Linked DNA regions of Mus musculus: all the other regions are linked to region 1. The links are chromatin contacts, called in public HiChIP or PLAC-seq and promoter capture Hi-C maps. All regions are on one chromosome and are shown on one strand. Each heading gives the region's core, a stretch centred on a gene start, on an enhancer-like site or on the middle of the called end of the contact. The rest is flanking DNA. Distances are from core to core; before and after follow the strand shown.

Region 1 (4,602 bases), core at 165-2,664:
TGAAGGGTCTGAATCGAGTAGGGTGTGGTGGGGTATGCATGCCTTAATCTCAGGTGAAGGCCAGAGGATCAGGAGTTCAAGGCTAGTACTGGTTCCTTATCTAGTTCAAAGACAGTATCTGGGCTACTTGATGCTGTCTCAACCCACCAAAGTAAACACAACAAAAAGTGCTTTCCCCGTTGGGGCAGGGCAGGGTGGGATGGGGTGAGTAACATTAATATCTTAACATGACAGCAGGTGCAGAGCCGAGGGAATAAATCAGTTTATTTCCACTCACCTGCTCACAGCTTATAACGATGGACCCAGAACTGAGCTCCTCTGACAGTCTTAATGGTTGTTGGTCCAGCTACCTGGTCAATCTTGGGAGCTGTCACTCTGGAGAACCATGAACTTCACAGTTAGAAATGTGAGCTGAAGCCAGAATTGGGGCTTTAAACTGGAGGCTCTGGGAATCAGGTTTCCAGGGTGGTTGTGGGTACAATCATCACCCCTCTCTGCCCCCCCCCCCCCAGCATGGACTCTGCACTTAACTTATGATGTAGAGGGCCCTGTACTCCAACTTAAAGTGGGTGTGGGTAAGATTTGGTCCTTAGGAGCCAGAGGTGCTGACAAGATTCGGCCCCCAGAAAAATTGTTGTGACTGCCAATCCCTGTGCACAGTGCTGGAAGCAAGGGGAGACAGATCCCCCTGCTGCCTGAGTACTGACTGCTCTTCTCACTGTCTGAGAGGGAGCCGCAGTCTGGTCTTCAGCAGGTTAATGCCAACCCTTCTCCAGTCAGTGGCAGGGCCTCCGGCTGGTCTGTGCCCCCATCCATCCATCCCCCCCGAGTAATTTTCTGGGATCCCAGGCTTAGGGAATCCGGGAGTCTCGAAGCTGTTCGTGGCAGGTCGAGAAGGCAGCCTTGAAGGCCAGGCCGGCCTCAGTGACCGGGAGCCCGCCCCTCACCTGAGCCACACCTGGGCCCGCCCGGCGCCCGCTGGCTCTCGAGGAACGCAGGGCGCAACAAGCGCCAGGCATCCGCGAGAGGCGCCTCCCGGGGGCCGGGACCCTCTCCCGTGATAACACCAGCCTCAGCCACCAACCCGATCCGGACCCTGCACGCCGCGGCCTGCACCACGAAGCCAGCCCAGCTGCCCGCCCTGCGCCCCGCGTCCCGGGAGGCGCCGGGCCCGGAGAGCGGGGAAGCACGGACACTCCCGCCCCGCCCTCCCTCGGTCGGGCGCCCGCAGCCACCGCGGAGTCCCGCGGGGACTCAGGGGCCCGGCGCGCCGTGGGAGCGCGGGAAAGGAGGGCGGGGCCGGCGCGGCGAGGGGCGGGGCGACCCCCACCCCCCACCCCGGGCCGTCTCTCCCGCCACCTACCCGCGGCGGCGGCGACCGCGCTCCGGAAGCCGTGCCCGGTGGCTGGGCATCATGGGAATGGCACGGCCGAGTTCCGGGGGAGGCGCGCGGCCCGGCCGGACCCCCGCCCGCGAGAGCGCGCCCACCTGCACTGCGAGCGCCCGCGCTCGGACACGCACGGCGCGCGGGAGGAGCGCATGGGGCAGCTTGGAAACGGCCGCGGCGCCCGCGGGACTCGGAGCCTGCGCGGGGACCCTCCTTGTCCTCCCACCCGGGGCCTGGCGCAGCTCCGGGCGCCGAGAGCGTGCGCAGCCCAGGGGTTCAGGAGGTCGCGCGCGTCGGCAAGTTGGCCACGGCGAGAGGCGTGGCCGTGAAGAGAAGGAGGGCGGCCGGACCCTCGCACATACCTTCTTTTTGGTCCAGATCCAGTGGCCCCCGCGTGCCTGGCATCTGCTCACAGTTGCCCTTCCTATCCTCAAACACAGCAAAGGTGTGCTTCCTTGCCTGCAGTTTGCACCCAGCTCAAGATTGTGCTTAGTTTGCCTGCTCTGGACACCGCGGGGCCTTCTGGGCTACCCAAGTCCCTTTACATTGTAGAACGCTTCTATATGTCTATGCACAATGCCCCCTCTCCCCACTTTAGCCAGATCTTAGAGTGTGCTTAAAGATAGGAACCCTGAGGCTGAGGAGAACTAAGCAACAGGAGTCATGCAGGGTGACCTTGCTCCACATTCACACCAGTGGTCTTAGGAACAGGTGGGATAGGACTAGCTTCCGCCAACGCGGTCAGGATTATACAGTGGAATTTCTTGGCTCTGTGGCACACTGTATGTGATGTCGGAAATCTCCCTAGTTTTCTTTTACTTTTTAGACATGTCTGGAGATTCTGTATTGATCATGTCAGGGAACAAGCCAGGCTCACCCCCGGCCCTAGGCACTCACCCTGTCTGATAAGGCAGAGGAAATGATTAGAGAGTGCCAGGGATCTGACAGGAGAAACCCCTAGAGACTTGTTATATAAATGAGCCTGACCTCAAACTTACACAGATCCACTCGCCTCTGTCTTCAGAGTGTTGGGATTAAAGGCAAGTGCCATCACACCTGGCCTGAGTTTTTGTCACTATGAAGTAATATTATGAACATTTAGAGAGAATTACACAACCAATAATACCATCACCAAGATGTAGCTGTAGGCCTATTTTGGAATGCTTTTAGTGTTGTGAGAAACACCTTTGGGTGTCCCTGAAGCCACTCTGTGTATGTCTCCTGGTCTAATGCCTAGAAGACAGTAGTCTGCTTGGGAGAGATGCGAGGTGCTGACACTTGGCAGGTGCCCTTCAGAGATGAGGACTGTTTGGTTATTTTCTACTGCTGTGAAGAGACACCATGACCAAGGCAACTTATAGAAGAAAGAGTTTATTAAGCTTACGGTTTCAAAGGGTGAGTTCATTCCACCATGGCAGGGAGCATGGCAGCAGACAGGCAGGCATGGTGCTGGAGCGATAGCCGAGAGCTTACATCTTGACCCACAAGCCTGACACAGAGAAAGCAAATTGAAACCTTTGAAACCTCAAAGCCCATGCCCAGTGACTCACCTTCACTAAGACCACACCCCCTAGCCCTCCCCAAAAACAGGTCCACCAATCAGGGACCAAGCAGTCAAACCTAAGAGCCTCTCATTTTGTCACCACAGGGATCTACCTCACTGCCTTCAGGGTAAGCAGATATTTCCCACTTCCTGCCAGCTTGTAGAGCTGCCGTACCACTGAGTCTGCAGCAGTCTCACCATCTCCCTGTCCCTCTCTCTCTTCCTCCACCCCTTCCATGCTTGGTCGGTAGCCTTGAACTTGCAATTCTCCTGCCTCAGCCTCTGGAGGGCTGACATTACAAGGATTATAATCTTTTGACTTTGGAGTTATTCTTTCTCCTCATCCTCCCTTCTTTTTCTTCCTCTGTGGTACCAGGGATTGAACCCAGGGCCTCTCATATGCTGGGCCAGAGCTCTACCACTGGGTTTCACCCACAGCCAAGGGTTACTGTTTTTATCTGTTGGTTTGCTATGCACAATTTTTCTGTTTTTCTGTAGTTTAATTTGTCAGGTGATTGACAGCTGGGCTTGCATAAGCCCGCCCACAATAGCTTTGCCCATGATGTGTTGTTAGTCAGTCTTTCTTTGCTGTGGCAGAATACATGAGTTGGACAACTTTGAAGTGGGAAAAAACAGGTCTGGAGAGATGGCTTAGCTGTTAAGAGCACTTACTGCTCTTTCAGAGGATCCAAGTTCAGTTCCTAGCCCCTGTGGTGGGTAGCTTAGGACCAGCTGATAAGTGGCTCCTGGGGATCTGATGCCCTCTTCTGGCTCCCACAGGCACCTAGACTCACATGCACACACACTTCCACAAATAAAGTAAAAGAAGGAAAGATTTATTTTGATTTAGGGTTTTGGAAGTTGCCCTTCTTGGTTGCTTGGCCATTTCTTAACCCTGTGGCAAAATAGAACATGGCAGAGCCATGTGGTAGTGACCATTATTCACCTTACAACAGCCTGGAAGTAGAGCAAGAGGAAGGTCCTGGGCTCCTTTACCCTGATGACGTAACTTCCTGGCTCTAGACCCATTTCTCTTGTGTCCTGGTTGTACCCAGAGTCTCATGCTTGTTTGGCATATGTACCACCACTAACCCATGTATCTAGCTCTCTGTTTAGTGTTTAAACATTTAGAGAATCTCCTAGGTTGCTTAGGTTAGCCCTGGACTCACTCTGTAGCCCAGGTTAGTCTTAAACGTGTGATCCTTCTGCCTCAGTTCCCTGAGTGTGCTGGGATTACAGATGTGTACCACCGTGTCCTTTCTTATTTTATTATTTAGTTAATGGTATATATATATATATACACACACACACACACACACACACACATATCTATATCTATCTATCTATCTATATATATATATATTTGAGTGTTTTTCCTGTGCTGTATGTATGTGTATGCAGTTTTATCCTGCAGTTCTGTATTCTGCAGGTAACAGAGGTAGGAAAGAGTCTAGACATTGCATGTGGAGGCCTCTGGACAACTCTGGGGCTAGTATGCCACTCGAAGCCTTCTCTTGACCCCTGGCAAGGTAGTAGAGTGTAGAACTGTGAAAGGCAGCCTTGTTTCCAGTTGAGCTAAGGCTAGAAACCCCTGTGACCCTAAAGGGACAGTAGGCATTTCACCTGATCCCCGGGCACCAGGCTCCTGTCACTGGCCTCAGTCCTCCATAGA
Region 2 (4,899 bases), core at 1,505-4,004, 280 kb after region 1:
AGTCACAGCCTCTATGTACTAGCTTCTCAGGTCCTTGTCAACAGGGGCCACAGCCAGAGATGCTGGATGCAACCTCAGCATGTGGTGATTCACGGGGCAGGGGCGGGCTGCCTTCCAGCACAGCTGCTGGGCACCCAGGGAGTTGGTCCGTGCAGCAAGGAAGAAGGAAACACGTGTCCTTTTATGATCTGGTCTTAGAAGTCGCACCCATTGTTTCTTGGTGTTGTGTGGGCTTCGATGCCAGAGAGAGCCCAGGATCTAGGGAAGGGGACAGGGGACCCTCCTACAGCAGAGGCAGAATGAATGATGGAGCCTGTGGAGGTCACATTGAAGAAGCTATCTGTCTGTCGCAGTAGCCATTCAGCGCTGGAGTAACAATAACTAAATGATCAACTCTGTTCTTGCTCATCCTCCAGGGCTCACAACACATAATCTTAGTTATCCTTAAGCACTTGACCCATTTGTAGAGCTGAGTCAGGTCCTGTTCAAGCTTCCTGTTCTTTGCCTTTACTCGACATGATAGAAAGTCACCCCCACACAGTGCCAGTGGCGGTATGTTGTGGTGATACCAGCTCACTTGGTCTTATGATCCACCTGTCATACCTGAGAAAGACAAAGTGTGTGTGTGTGTATGAAGTTTGAATGGAAGCTTTCCTCACCCACCTGGAGATCTGCTTTCTCATGCTGTGGTGTAGCTTAGTGTACTCTTACTCTCCTGGTCCCCTGGTCCCCTGGATTGATGACTGCAAGCACCAGGGACTTCCTGGGTCAGGCCAAGGGGCTCTAGCTGGGTAGGCACAAGAAGGGTCATGAAGCCAGATCTCTCTCTCTCTCTCTCTCTCTCTCTCTCTCTCTCTCTCTCTCTCTCTGTGTGTGTGTGTGTGTGTGTGTGTGTGTAAGGGCAGAGGTTGATATTAGGTGTCTTCCTTATTTTTGACACAGGGTCTTTCACAGAGCCCAGAGCTTACCTATTCACTGGTCGGCTGAACAGTAACTCTGGGGATCTGCCTATCTTCAAATGCACCCCCACCCCATTATGGTTCTGGGATCACAGGTGTGTGCCACCACGTCTTCACATGGGTGCTGGGGAGTTGGACCCTGTTCCTTATGCTTACATGGCAAACACTGACAGAGCCATCCCTGACAGCATCCCCGTCTCATTCTTGAGCCCGAGGGAAGAATGTGAAGCCTGCAGGGCAAGGGTCTGTGCAGAAGCAGAGCTGTCACTCACAGGACATTAGTTGGGGACATCTGCATGGCTCTGTCTAGCTTTGCTGCCATCCAGAATGAGTGAGAATGGAGGACCTGGGAGAGAGAGGCCTGGAAGGCAAGATGCCCTCAGCTTTGCCTTGTGTATCATTTCCGACTGGCTCAGTGTGTGCCCAGCGCCTTACCTGCTCCTACATCTGGAACAGGTGCCAGCAGCTGCTGGTGGAACAAATACAAATCAGTAGACAGGAGCCTCGATGATGAGCAAGCTTTCTTGGAAGCTGCAGGTGGTGACGGGTGAGGACCGGGGGTTGAGCATATGTTGTCCTTGTCATTCAGGGTAGCCCTGTGACTGAGACTGAGAAAGAGTGTCAGATGCTCTCTCCTGGATCACTGAAGTCAGCCTGGTCCTTCTGGCCCCTCTTTAACCGGCAACTCCCGCCTTCCCCATGATGTCTGCCTATCATGCTGATATATGCCTCATGTTCTCTTCAAAGATTCACCTCATCTACCTGTGTCTAGTAGTCAGGCTGTCTCAAGCTCAGAAGACCCAGCTCTCTTTCAGGGATGGAGGCCTCTCAACTTTGGCTTGAAAACTAATCTTGCTGGATGAAGGGTGCCTTGTGGGGTCTGAGCAAAGGCCCTCATGGCTACTGCACCCTATGAGGCTCTTGGTTTCTGGCCATCCTTGCTGGGGAGCCAGAAATAGGAATGGGCAGTGATGGCGGGCGGCACGGGGTGATCGATGACTGAGGAAAATCAGAGTGTCCATGATTACTTTGGTCTAGCCCATCTGCTCTGGAGAGGCTGAGGGAATGAGGTTTTGGGTAGAACTGATTTTATTCCTGGAAATGAGAATGTGAACGGTGTTAGCACCCGCTCCAGGAATCTACCCAGTTCCCAGCTGAGCCAGGCTCAGTTGCAGATGGCTAGCCCTGCCCTGCCTCGTGCTGCCCTGGCCAGGCTGGGTGCAGACAAGAATCCCTAGGGTTACGTCTGTAAGTTATTGGTGTACCTATCCAGGGAACAGCAGTGCTTGGCTTCCATTGTGTCCTACATCTTGTCAGAGAGAGAGAGAGAGAGAGAGAGAGAGAGAGAGAGAGAGAGAGAGAGAGAGAGAGAGAGAGAGAGACCCCCTTGATGCTCTCAGCAGGGGTAGTTGCTATTTCCCATTGTTGAAGCAAGATGTAGTATTCCTCAGTAGACCCCCCCCCCTTCCTCTGGCTTGTACCCAGTCCGGGTGCCCTGGGAAGATGCAGGTACCTTGCATACTCAGGGGTCAATAATTTCATACCCCTTCCTTACTCTAAGCACCCCCAATGCCAACAGCCTGGATTCTCCAAACATCAGATGAAAATAATCCTTTAATTACCCATGCAGGCAAATTTAGGAGTGCGAAGAGAGGGGGCGAAATGGAAAAAACGGTGGACTCAGTTGCTGCTGACATTGATTTCTCAGAGCTTTGCTGGGCGGGAGTCGTGCTGAGAGAGTGTAGGCTGAGTGTTATGCAGAGAGAATGAAGGCAGCCCTGCATCGCAAGCTGGCGTGTGGGCAGCTGCGTTCACAAGCAGCCCCCCCCCTTACAAACGTGTCTACACGGCAGGTGTCTGTGCTGCCCTGCTGCATGTGAGCCCTTCTGTTATATGCACCACCCAAGTAGCCCTACGTGGATCTAGGATGCCAGGGCAGAATCATTTTCTCTGGTCTGTCGTGACTTTCATCTGCTTTCAGGGTTTGCTCACCCTGATTCCTCTGCCCCTTTGACTTTGGCTGCAGGCCCAGTCAGCTCAGCCACTCACCAGGGAAATCCAGGTATCCACTTCTAGCTGGATGACTACATCAGCCTGGGGGTAGAGGATGTAAGAGGATTGAGAGGGAAGCGCTGGTGGTTGGGCAAGAGACTTCATTCTGCATAACAGCCATGGCCCATTTCTCTGAGATGTCCACCAGTCACCAAGCCTGCCTGGTAGGGAGCACTTGGGAGATCATCTCACTCCCAGCTAAGCTTCTGCAGCTGAACTAGCATTCTAGGCCTTGTGTGGGACCCACTGCACCAGGGGGATGGGCTGGTTGATTGGTGGGTGGATTTATAAATAGGTGGACAGGAAGGTTAATGGATGGATGCATAGATGTGTAGATGAACAGGTGGCTGGGTAGATGGGTGGGTGAATAATGAATGGATAGATGGATTGGCTGATGAATGGATGCACATATGGATAGATGAGCAGGTAAATGAATGAATAGATGAATGGACCCATTGAAGAACCAATGGATGGATGGTGGGTGGATGGATAATGGATAGATGGATGGACAGATGGATGGATGGATGGTGGATGGATGGATAGGATAGGATAGGCAGCAGGAGCAATGGGTAGGTGAACACACAGAAATGAATAGATGGTGTGCTGGTTAATTTTATGTCAATGTGACACATGCTAGGCTTCTTTTGGAAGCGAGAACTTCAACTAAGAAAATGCCCCCACCAGATTGGCTTGTTGGCAAGCCTGTGGTACATTTTCCTTCACTGATGGTTGATGTGTGAGGGCCCAGCTTACTGTAGGTGGTTCCACCCCTGGGTTGGTGGTCCTGGGAAGCTATAGGAAAGCAGGCTGAGCAAGCTGGGAGAAGCAGGCCAGCAAGGAGCACTCTCCAAGACTTCTGCTTCAGTTCCTGACTCTAGGAACTCCTTGAATTCCTGCCATGACTTCCCTCATTAATGGACTGTAACCTGAGGGTTATAAGCTGAAATAAACCCGTTCTTCCTCAAGTTGTTTTGATTATAGTGTTTTATTACAATAATAGAATCCTAACAAAGATGGCTAATCTGATAGGTGTGTATCTTTATATACATACATAGGTAACACATGCTAATAGGGACATGTTCCCATATATATGCACTTACATATGAGAAAATACACACATTGCATGGATACATGTGCACACCTTCACACATGCTCATGTGTATATGCACATGCGCTTATGCATGTACATAACACCATGCACGTTTGTTTTGCAGACGCAGCATGATACACCCCGCACACTCTGTTTCCTCCATTTCTGTCTGCTTCTCTGCCATTTCGGATGGACTTTTCTCACTCTGAAATCACCACTGCCCTCCCACTGCACAAGCTGATTTGCTACTGAGGATCCCAGACACTGTTTCTAGAATCTTACAATGGGAAGTATTGCTTCGCACAGCCTGGGTTCGGTACACAGATGCATGTGCAGGATGGAAAAAGCCTAGCCTTGAGTTACCAGCATCTTTATCCTGGTAGGCATCCCTGAATCAGCTTCCAAAGAGTCAAGTCTGCATTTCCTCAACAATCTCACCAGCTGTTCTAACCACTAGAAAGCATCGCAAATTGATACTTCTAATGTAATTAGTGGGCTTTCCCTCGGCGTTCAATGGCCATTTCCTTCTTTCTTAGTTCTTTGTCCAGGTACTTGGGCTACTGTTTTTCTGTAGAGTTGCCAACCCCAAAATTAGGCTAGGTAGCCACGGGTGGGCATAGCATCCTGATCTCAATGAGGATACTGGATAGGGAAAGTGCATAACTCCCACCCCAGGCAGGTGATGTTTAATGATAGCTAACTTCCTAGCCTGGAACTCAGCTCCAACCCTAAACCGCTGCATTGGGTTGCCCTCACCCAGGACATTCCTGATCTGGGTAGGCATTCAGCACACAAGCA
Region 3 (4,773 bases), core at 391-2,890, 350 kb after region 1:
TGGTGCAGCAGCCAGGGCTATGCGTTGAGGCCTAGCTCTCTTCTCCCTCAGCTGTACACAACCCGCTGGCCCTCGGGCTGATTAGCACGGCAAAGTGTACCGAAACACAGCAGGTTGTCATTGTGGTCTGTACTAGGGAAGCAACCTAGAGCAGCTCAGCCTGTTCCTGTCTGTCCATACAGTCCTCTAAGACTAAGATGGCAAGTGTGCCCCCAGAGCTGGGTAGGGGCCCGTATGTCCTGGTGTCTAGAGGTGAGCTGACTGCCTTCTGTGGCTGCTACTGAGCATGTGCGGCATTGCTTCAGGGAGTGCATCCAGCTTGTTCTGGCCTGAGGGAAGCTTCTGGTGGGATGGAGTGCGGGTGGTAGACGAAGTGTGTTGGAGAGTGTACTCAAGATCATGAATGTGCACACATGTGAGCCTGAGAGAGTGCATGCGATGAATTCATGAGCATTTATGAGCTGTGAGCGAGTGTGTGTGTGTGTGTTGTGAGCCAGTGAGCATATGGGTTGTGAGTCTCTGGAGGTGTGTGCTGAGTCACGTGTCTGTAGGTGCATCCTTTCGTGAAAGTGCCAGTGGTCTCCATCAGAAGAGAGCAGAAGTTGGATCACACACACCCCTCCTCTTCAGCCTGAGGTTTGAATGCAGCCCAGTTATGCCAGGATGAGCCCTCTCATCTACAACACAGGTCCTATCTAGACCTGTCTGCTAGATGTAGTTTCCTGATGGTCCTAGCCAAGGGGCTCAGAGAATAAGAAATGACACCCACGGGCTTCATGTCTGGCTGGACCTCCTAGCACCCTGCATGTGTCTTCCATATCTTAGGGAGTGGTACTATTCCTGGGCATTGGGGTCCTTGGTCACAGCTGCTCCCCCATAAGCATACCAGAGACTTTACCTGCTCCTCCCCAGCGCCTAAGGAATTCTATTTTTTACTTCATTTCAAGGCAAGGGAACTGAGACTGGAGATTGCGCACCAAGTTTTGCAGTAAGGGCCTACCTGCCACTGCCAGGGATCGGTCTGTCCAGAGTGCAGGGCAGCCTGTTTCAGTTGGGTTCAGAGACTGTAGCTTTTCCCATCTCCACTCTCCAGCACACCCAGAGAAAAATCACTGCAGGCCAGGGGAGAGTGAGCCCCGGGGGCACACTCAGGTCATAGTGGGTGGAGACGTGTTTGCAGCAGACATCTCTCAGCCTCAGTTTCCCCTGTGTGAAACAGATATTTGGGTGTGAGCCTTCTTGTTATCAGAAGGTCATTCAGAGAAGAACGCCATCACGGGGAAGGCCGAACTCAGAACAGCTCCTTCCACCCCTGCTCCCCAACCTCTCCCACTCTGGGCAGCTTCCCACCCCCTGCTCACCTACGGGTCACCTTTACGCTTGGTGTCAGGTGTGAAGCAATCAGCCCTGTATTTTGTATTGCATGGTGGGAGTGCAAAATAAATGTTTAATTTATCACTAGCTCCAGGAACAGGGAGAAAAAAATAATAAAAATTCTGTCTCAAGCACCTAGAACATATTATTTACAGCCCCAAACTTTCACAACAATTTGAATGCAAAGCAGGATGGGCTGTATTTATAGCACGATGTCCCAATTGCAAAAGAAGGCGTCTGCGAGCAAAACAGCACTTTCCTTTAAACTGCTCGCTGAGAAACCGGGGAGAGGCTTTGCTTTCCCAGAGAGGCTGCGCACTGAAAATGTGCAGGTACCCAGGCAGAGGGAACAAAAGCGATGAGAAAGGGCGGCGGGCAGGCGGGCGTTGGCAGCCCCCACCGGCGGAGCTGGACTGCTTTCTTTTCATTTAAAATAACATTTTTATTGATTCTTATGCAGGTCCCTGTGAGGGTGGGAAACTGACTGATGCCTCCAGGAGAAACAACTTGGGAGAAAGCCCTTGGTGGTCCTGGTAGCGTATTGTCTCCACCCAGGTGTGGGAGGAGTCAGAGGAACCCAGCTGACTCAGTTTCCCCTCTCTTAGGAACTGAAGCAGCTTCTCTTTCCTTGGGGCTGAGATGATTAATGAGGAGCCGAGGAGAGCTTTGAAGATGAAAAATCTCCCCGCTGTCCCAGGGATTAATCATCGTATAATATAATGCATGTTCCATAGCACTGTGGCGACTTAATTACCTACAGTCACCGAAATTATTTTCCTCCCGCGCCTCCCAGGAGAAATGGTCCCCCCTGTTTTGAGCCCCAAAGCCACAGCCCAGATTCTCAGCGAATCAAAGCTTCCCAGTTTCCCGCAGCCACAGAGAAGCTGAAGGCTTCCAGGGATTGAGAAACAAAGGCATTCAAGTAGAGATGCCTCAGATAGATCGCAATAGGGGGCTGGGGGGCAGGGCAGGGAAGGGAAGGGGACAGAAGTGGCTCTTTGTCACTTGAAGAACTTGCCTATTCCCTTCAAGTCAGTGAAAGTGTCCTTGGTCCCTCACAGAGATGCACTGGTGGGCAGGGAGTACGGGTTAAAACCCCCCTCCCCTTCAGCTGGTCAGCCTCTGTTCCCAGCCGTGGCCAGTAAGACAAGGGACTGTCTCTATTGACCCTTTCTGAGATGATGACCACTGGGTGTCCATTCTTGCTTATCTGGGGGCTTGCCATTGAGCTGTGTGGGCCAAAGCCTATACCGTTTAGTTTGTATTGTCAACTTGACACAAACCAAGTCTCCCAGGAAGAGGGAACCTCAAGCAAGAAATTGACTGTCAGATTGGCCCATGTGCCTGTGTGAAACACATTTTTTTTGATTGTTTCTCCATGGATTCTACTTCCTGCTCCTGCCTGGAGTTCCTGCCCCGATCCATCAGTCCTCAGTGATGGGCTGTCGCCTTTAAGCTGAAATCAAGCCCTTGCTCCTTACATTGGTTCTGGTCACGGTGTTTATCACAGCAACAAACATCAAGGTAGAACCAAGGGCTTTCTCATCTGTGAATGGCACCCTTGGGCTGGCGTGCTTGGATGAGGGAGCTCAGTGGGTTGGAGACAGGTTGAGAGTTCACTTTGTGGCCATTTGTAATGCTTATCTTGACCTCACTGTGACCTTCATTCCTGACAGAAACCATTTGAAGGATGACAATTTTTAAAAAATTTATATATGCTAAGTACACTGTAGCTGTCTTCAGACACACCAGAAGAGGGCATCGAATCCCATTACAGATGATTGTGAGCCACTGTGTGGTTGCTGGGAATTGAACTCAGGACCTCCGGAAGAGCAAGCAGTCAGTGCTCTTGACCACCGAACCATCCCTCCAGCCCAACGGATTGTCCTTGACTCAGTGTTTCAGTGAGTTTCCACCCGTTGTGGCAGCAATGACTCAATCCGTAGCAGCGGGAGCTTGTGGAAGAACTGTCCACATCACAGATGGCCAGACTCTCCCAAGAATCTGCCTCTGACAACCCATTTCCACCTACCCAGCTCCCCTCCTAATGGTCCCGCCTCCTCCCAAAACAGGGCTACCAACTGAGGACTCAGAGTTCAAACCATGAGCCCATGGGTACATTTCACCTTCAATTCATGGCACCATCCATTAATTCAAATTGGCACTCAGCATCCTGGCCACCAGATTAGGTGGCATTTGGATGCCTTTCAAAGACTAGGTCAAGTATTTTTATTATATTTGGCCATTGAAAGAACAGATTCCACTGCAGGGGGGTTGGAAAGCAAACTCTTTCTTGTCTTGACACAGATAAGAAAGGAGAGTCACCCTGGCTTGTGGACACCCCAAAACATTTCTTTCTTATCTTTTTTGTAGGCATCTGTTTACCTTACGTGGCCAAGATCCACCTGGTTGACCTTCTCTTAGCATGGAAACAGGAAGCCTCTGAGAGGAGAAATGGGCTCAATGCCTGTCCATTTGCTGTGTGCTTTCTGGCCACCCACACACCCCCTCTGGGCTTTGTAATTCTGTAGGACAGGGCTGAGACTGCTATGAAAACAAGTAGGCTTCTGGGATAGGAACATACGCTAGTGCTTGGCTTGTGGCTCAGCTGTTGCCCTGTCAGTGGTTGTCTTGGCTGCTCCCCACCTCAGTGGAGTGTTCTGTTCCTTCTGGTTTTTACCCCATCTTATCTTTCAGCAATCACTGATCTCCACCCAACACAGTGCGTGCTTACGTTTGCCTTTATGCACACCCCCAATGCAGGAGGAAGTCAGGAAGTTTCCGAAGGTGACCTGCTGACCATGTACAGGCCCAGCGTCCTGCTCAGTAACTGTCCAGCAGAGGATAGGAGCCTGGAAGGGCTGCTTGGGAGGGGTACTTGGGTCTGAGTAGAGAAAGAAGCCCATGCACAGGAGATGGCAGAGAGTCTTGGTAGTATGGCTGGAGGAAGCTGTCTGCTCTGTGGCTGACTGCTTAGCTGCCCCTCCCCAGAGGCACATGCACAGTGTCAGCAGGGACCTTTCTATGGCCTTTCTCTCACCATAGAAAGGTCAAGGCCATTGGGCACAGAGTCTCTCTGCTTAGATAACCCTGCTTGGGTCTGTGATAGACTCAGCAGCAAACTGTTGGAGGGCTGTTCACTGGGAGAGAAGCCACTGGCCTGAGGCAAAGAAGGGCTTGCGGTTGTTTGGAACCCAGCTGTCATGGAGAATCATATCCTACCCTGCTCCTGGTCCTCACCTGGGACGGAGAGGCCTCTGGATGGTGAAATTAGTCTTGGAATCTTCTTCTGAACCACCTTGAAAGCTGTGAGTTAACTGTGCTGTGCTCAGTGTTCTGCGTGACTTGTGAGCATGACCCTGGCCAGCATCCTGCACCCAGTTGCAACACTGAACTAAG

The links. Promoter capture Hi-C pulls out the DNA fragments that hold promoters and counts their contacts. HiChIP or PLAC-seq counts read pairs in DNA pulled down with a chosen protein or histone mark.
Region 2: an H3K4me3 HiChIP or PLAC-seq map of forebrain shows a contact between it and region 1, with 2.7 times the contacts expected there. The contact joins the enhancer-like site here to the promoter of Ppp1r26 in region 1. A contact is called at or near these places in 9 of 39 promoter capture datasets (the 3T3-L1 cell line, 3T3-L1-derived adipocytes, the C10 cell line and 4 more), 3 of 115 datasets of contacts at active chromatin or transcription factors (embryonic basal ganglia, forebrain and stem cell-derived neural progenitor cells) and 3 of 9 other capture datasets (adipose tissue, liver and pancreatic islet).
Region 3: a promoter capture Hi-C map of hippocampal neurons shows a contact between it and region 1, with 6 times the contacts expected there. The contact joins the enhancer-like site here to the promoter of Ppp1r26 in region 1. A contact is called at or near these places in 8 of 39 promoter capture datasets (the 3T3-L1 cell line, cranial neural crest, hippocampal neurons and 3 more), 1 of 484 Hi-C or Micro-C datasets (nephron progenitors), 5 of 115 datasets of contacts at active chromatin or transcription factors (embryonic basal ganglia, embryonic forebrain, embryonic limb bud and 1 more) and 3 of 9 other capture datasets (adipose tissue, liver and pancreatic islet).

The regions. Positions count from the first base shown.
Region 1 is chr2:28,443,658-28,448,259 of GRCm38.p6, reverse strand. Ppp1r26 (protein phosphatase 1, regulatory subunit 26) reads right to left here and starts at 1,414. Exons shown (of 4, transcript NM_001005420.2): 1 at 1,364-1,414; 2 at 278-375.
Region 2 is chr2:28,167,371-28,172,269 of GRCm38.p6, reverse strand. No RefSeq gene overlaps it. Among named protein-coding and RNA genes, the nearest start is that of Olfm1, 36 kb to the left of the region's middle. Within about 2 kb of position 2,754, at least 20 of the 459 cell types and tissues checked have an H3K27ac peak or open chromatin away from gene starts, as enhancers often do. A contact at or near this core is called in forebrain and hippocampal neurons, where this site is marked.
Region 3 is chr2:28,096,233-28,101,005 of GRCm38.p6, reverse strand. F730016J06Rik (a long non-coding RNA gene) reads right to left here. Exons shown (of 10, transcript XR_003953783.1): 2 at 1,001-1,206. Among named protein-coding and RNA genes, the nearest start is that of F730016J06Rik, 3.3 kb to the right of the region's middle. Within about 2 kb of position 1,640, at least 29 of the 459 cell types and tissues checked have an H3K27ac peak or open chromatin away from gene starts, as enhancers often do. A contact at or near this core is called in hippocampal neurons, where this site is marked.